2 separate regions of the Hordeum vulgare genome follow, and region 2 is linked to region 1. The links are chromatin contacts, called in public Hi-C maps. All regions are on one chromosome and are shown on one strand. Each heading gives the region's core, a stretch centred on a gene start, on an enhancer-like site or on the middle of the called end of the contact. The rest is flanking DNA. Distances are from core to core; before and after follow the strand shown.

What was found. Hi-C and Micro-C count contacts between places; a contact is called where the count stands out from the background.
Region 2: a Hi-C map of seedling shows a contact between it and region 1, with 5 times the contacts expected there. The contact joins the promoter of LOC123447041 here to the promoter of LOC123447028 in region 1. A contact is called at or near these places in 3 of 6 Hi-C or Micro-C datasets (leaf and seedling) and 1 of 1 datasets of contacts at active chromatin or transcription factors (embryo).

The regions. Positions count from the first base shown.
Region 1 is chr1H:476,971,656-476,974,355 of MorexV3_pseudomolecules_assembly, reverse strand. It overlaps LOC123447028 (probable serine/threonine-protein kinase PBL25), which reads left to right and starts at 1,380. Exons shown (of 4, transcript XM_045123586.1): 1 at 1,380-1,621; 2 at 2,278-2,700. The coding sequence starts at 2,506.
Region 2 is chr1H:477,340,618-477,343,317 of MorexV3_pseudomolecules_assembly, reverse strand. LOC123447041 reads right to left here and starts at 1,392. Exons shown (of 3, transcript XM_045123605.1): 1 at 1,141-1,392; 2 at 674-1,025. The coding sequence starts at 1,187.

The DNA.
Region 1 (2,700 bases), core at 131-2,630:
GGCCGCGCCTAGGGGGCTTGTGGCCTCCCCTGGTGGCCTCTGCCTTGGTTCTCACGTCCTCTGCGTATCTTCTGTTTTGAAAAAAATCTTTTTGGAATTTTTATTTTGTTTGGACACTGTTTAAAATTCTCCTCTAAAAGGGGTCAAAAACACGAAAAAAACAAGAACTGACACTTGGCACTGAGTTAATAAGTTAGTCCTAAAAAGGATATAAAAGACATACAAAACATCCAAAATTTAACAAGATAATAACATGGAACCATAAAAAATTATAGATACGTGGGAGACGTATCAGTTGGCAACTGCAAAATGTTGGGAAACTCACGTGCAACTGCAAAATAATTTGGTTGAGCATATATGGACTCATGTTGACAAGCAATAGATTTATCTTCTTTTATTCGTTAGCAAAACTATGTAAGACATTTTTATTTTTATTCGGTTTGTAATAACTATGGTATTTCCGGTTTAAATTATGTTATTTGATTGAAACTATGAAAATCATATAAAATAGGACGGCCAGTGGCTAGCACATATGGGTCGGCGCGTTGGGACGCTGCCGATCCATATGTAAAACAGGACGGACGTCGGGCGAGCAATCCACCCAAATAGACAAAAAAGAAACGGACGAACTCGATGTCCGTTTGTATCCATCAGTTGGTGTTGCTCTTGGAGTTGTCGTAAGCTCCGGGCTGTACAACGTGGGTCGGCACCAGCGGCAGGCTGCGCCGGCCCCGCGCATGCACCGACCCCGACACGCCGGACGGCATGTTCCTCGCCGCCGTGCCGCGCGCACGCGACTCGCAGCGGCCGACCAGGCACGCGCACGCGGCGGGCACGGGAGACGGCATCCAATGATCCACCCGGTAGGCCGGTAGTAGTTTTTATTTTTTAGTTTTTGAACCTTAACGCCCCGCAGTACTAGTTGGTGGTGCCGCCATCGCGATCGCCGTAGGGCCTCTCCTCCCCTCTCCTCTCGTCTCTCGTCTTGGCACCGGTTCCACGGTCAAGCGTGTGAGGTCACGGCTCCCCGTCCCGGGCCCCATGCCATGCCAATCAGACACCCACCCCAGCCCCAGTCCACGCTCGCCGACGTCCACGTAACAACAACAACTCACTCTACGGGGACGCGACAAGATAGCAGGAAGAGGAAGAAGATGAAGAAGAAGAACCAACACCACGCACGCCACATCACCCTCCACCCAACCCATCACAAAAGAAAAGATAAAAAGGGATTCGATGAGCGACCATTTTTTCCTTGGCAAACGCAAACAAACAAGTCCACCTCAAATAATTGGGCCGAGTGGGCGAGCAAGATAAACATCTCGGTGTTTTTCTGTAGCCCCGGTAGACGACCTCCCACCCACGCAGCCCGTCGTCGTCGTCGTCGTCGTGGTCGCAGGGCCCCCCTCCGCACCGTACGGTTTCCAAGTGTACCCTCTCGTACTACGTACTTGTCTACGTACCTTCCCAGCCACATCCAGAGACCGGAGCCCCAGTTTACCACGCGCGACTCGCAGCACTGACTGACCACCGGCGACGGCGCGCATCGTCTCTGCACCCGCAGCAACGACGGCGACGACGGAGGAGGCGTACAAGCTTCTCCCTTCTCCAGACGCATACGGTGAGCGCTCGTCCTTCTCCTCCAGCTCCCGCAGTCACCTCACCGCGCGCACGGGCATCGCCTTTCCCGTGCGCCGTGCGCGCGCGCGACCCTCTTACATTCTTTCGCTCCGCTTTTTCCTCTGCTCCGCGTGATCCTGATTCCATTCGCCCCGCGCGTTCCGCCAATCGGGTCCCTCCGGCGGTTTTCGTTGTTCAGATTCGATCTGGGCGCGTGCTCTGATGGCGTCACAGGAGGAGAGAAGGAGAGAGGCGTGAGACCAACGGCCTTTGAATCCCGCCGGTAGCCGCCAGAAAAACAATACTCCTACTCCTACTCCTACTCCACTCACCACCGTCTGCTTCGGGGCGACGCATCTCGTCGCTTTCCCTTCCCCTTACCCTTCCCTGTGAGCGAGCGGCGTATCGCGGTCGCCGCCGCACCCTCCCCATTCGCCCAGACATGTACGGCCAACTGTTCGGCCCTTGCCTTCGCCTTTCCCAGACCGACCGATCGGCCGGCCTTTTCTCCCCCGTTCGGTAGATTCATTCATTCATTCCGCAACGAATCCGGTAGGGTACCCCCGATATGCACAAGGAGGGATCTTTCTTCTCCTTCTTCTTCTTCCTGATTTGTTGTGTTCTTTCTGATCTTTTCAATCCAACAAACTGATTCAGGTTCAGGCTAACGAGGAGGAGGAGGAGGAGGCGATTGGTGGTTGAATCTGGTGGGATGACGCGACGGAGTCCACCGCGACGGAGCAGCACGCATTCCGCGGGGAAGGACCAAATGCGGAGGATCCTGTTCTAGCGTCAGGCTCCCATCTGTGATCCAGTTCTTGCTGCAAGTTCGTCACCGCCCTGCTGTATTCTCTGATCTTGTTTGGCCGAGATTCCGTGGAGTAGATGGACGAGGACGAGTACTCTTGGGTGCGCCGCACCAAGTTCTCGCAATCCATCGTCAGGTCTAGCTCCGGCAGATGTTCATTCGACGAGCAGTTCAGCCGCCGTGCCCTGTCGATGCCGAAAGGGTTTGATTCAGAGCTCAAGAATCTGCAGCCGAGGGCCAAAGGAGCGGCCTCAAATCCGGCGAGGCCAGCG
Region 2 (2,700 bases), core at 143-2,642, 370 kb before region 1:
AAAATAACAAGCACCTAATGAGCTACAATGGCCTCATGACATTTAAAGACCGCAACTGAAGCCCAATCCTAGCGACGGGACAAAGACAACGTCGACGGAACATCAGCAGGGCCGTGTCCCGAGCTTGTCAGCGCTCCGACCCGGTGCCACCAGTTGTGCATAGTCTGCATGACGAAAGCGAACCAACCATCCTGCACACCAAGCAAAACGAAGGTCCATCATCATCCTCAACCAGATCTGGCATAGACACCAGGGCTGCTAACACTTGCAGCCACTAGAAGAAGATTATTCAGACTGCCGCTGCGCCACCCATAGAGGCCGGGGGGAGCGTCAGACTGAACCAAACTCCAATGGATCTGGGGAAGAGAGAGGAAACCCTAGCCGCATTTGTGTGGGGAGGAGAGAGAGACGATCTGATTGTTAGAGGTTTGATGAATGTTGATCTCCACTGAATACAGGCTTGCTGGCAATCCATTATGCTGGATTCACATCCTGCTACTTCAAAATCACTTCTCCCATGGCCAGAAATCGCTTCCAGAGCTCGGACAGATTTTCATAGATGACGGAAAACCAGCCGGCAAACATACACATTCTAGTACTATAATATCGCCCAGCAAACGCATTCCAGATCCAAGTAATGCAGATGCGATCTTGGTGGAAGAAAAAAGCGCACCTTTTTCCTCGCAGCAATCTCAGCCGGGGACTTGTCCTTCTTCAACCCCTTCTTCGGCTGAACCCCGGCCGCCTGCTTGCCCTTGTCGAGCTTCCTCCTGACCTTCCTCCCGTCGTCGCCGGAGACCCGCGGCACGGCGGCGAAGAGCTCGACGACGGAGCGTTTCCGGCGCATGGCCGCCTTCCTCCGCTCCTCCTCCCCGTCGTCCATCTCGTCCGCCAGCGCCGCCTCGTCCGCCCACCACCGGAACCGGCGCACCTCCATCGGCGGCAGCGACTCCGGCCGCCCGCCGAGCGGCCAGCACCTCCCGCCCTCGTCCGCCGCGCCAGCCCGCATCCGCGCCGCGTACCCCCTTCCGTTCAGAACATACATACGGAACATAAACAACAGCATCAGAGCTCCGCCCCGTGGGCGCGCGGCGGCGGCGGCGCGCAATGCAGGGGAGTGGAGAAGAGCTTAGGCGGTACCGGATCGAGAAGCACGGGCCGGCGCCGCCGCCTGCAGTGGCGGCCATCGCGGTAAGGCTCCCTCCCTCCCTCCCTGGTCTGCTCGCCCGCTTTCACCCGGCTCTGTTTCCGGCGCACGTGACCATCGTCGGCGGCGGTTGGAGACCCAAGGAGCCGTGCGGCGGCCCAGGCGCGGGGTGAGGCGCGAGGGGGGCAGACGGCCTAGGGCGCGGCCCGTCTTCTTGGGTTTTGCCGCTTTTCCCGCAGCTCTGCTGTGACAAGCGACAGTGCGAGTGCGAGGGCGTCACGGTCACGCGCTCGGCGATTTACTGTAGGCGTACGTACGGCGCCGCGCAGCGCCGGGCGGTGGGCGGTAAAGATACAAAACAAGAGTCAGAAAAGCTCCATCCTTTCCCCTCTCGTGCTCGCTGTCGGTGCTGCTGCAAGCCTAGGTTTGGGCTATGATTATGATAAGACTTGTTTGGTATTAGTGTTTTTAAAAAAAATTAATGGAATAATCCTTCAGCCCCCCTTTGGTTAAGGAGGATTGGGAAGGTTTTATGAGGGAGGGATTTAAATGGATTGAATGAATTCCTTTGTTCCAGCTAATCCTCTCAAATCCCCGGGGCTTTGCTTCCACTAGTCCCCAAGAAGGATTTTGAAACACATAGATAGAAAGGGATTAAAGTGGAACACAGGGGATTGGACTAGGCAAAACCCTCCTACCAAATGGGCGCCCAAGGATCTATGGGGTTTCTGGCCCTTCCGGGTATTTTCCTCTCAAAACCTCCCCAATCCCCCTTAACCAAACGAGGCCTCAAGGGATTGAGTGAAACCCCCATCCCAACCTTCACCCAATTCCTTCAAATCTTCATTTATCCCCAATACACTAGGTAGGGGTAACACTAGGTAGGGGTAGTGTATCTGGTATAGAAAAAAATACACTATAGTTTAGGGATTTGAGGGGTAATGTGGGGATGAAACATGTCAAATACACTAAAACTAAATGGTGTTAGATTCAGATGGATTTTAGAATAAAATAAAATTATGTTAGAATTAATTCAAACTATGTGAAAATTGAAATGTCAAAATTTGAACTTCGATGAAGCTCGAAATTGTTTAGTTTCCGAAAATAAAAACCTTGACGGTGATTTTGAACGTGAACACACCAGCAGATGCTGCCGTGGAGCAAGATAATGCAGTGAAACTACTACTACTCCTCATTTGCGGAGCTTGCTGCGTGGTGTAGAGTGGTAGCTGGCTGCAATTGTGTTGCACCGCGATTTTAATTACTCTGTGGACCGAACTGACCCCTCCGGCACTCGTAGTAATGGCTGGCTGTGAGCCAGGTGCTCGGTGGGGACCGAGACTGCTTCCTCCGTACCAAAATTCCGACCAGGTCAAAATAAGCTACTAATTGACTTTTATGTTCCTAATACAAATTTTGAATCAGTCATCCTCTTCCTTCAGTCTTCCACCTCCGGCATGCACCCCCGACCTCCACCTCCACCCTTCCCCTCCACTCCCGCACTTCACCCCCGCCCTCTAGCTCCACCTCCGCCCTCCACCTCCACCCTTCCC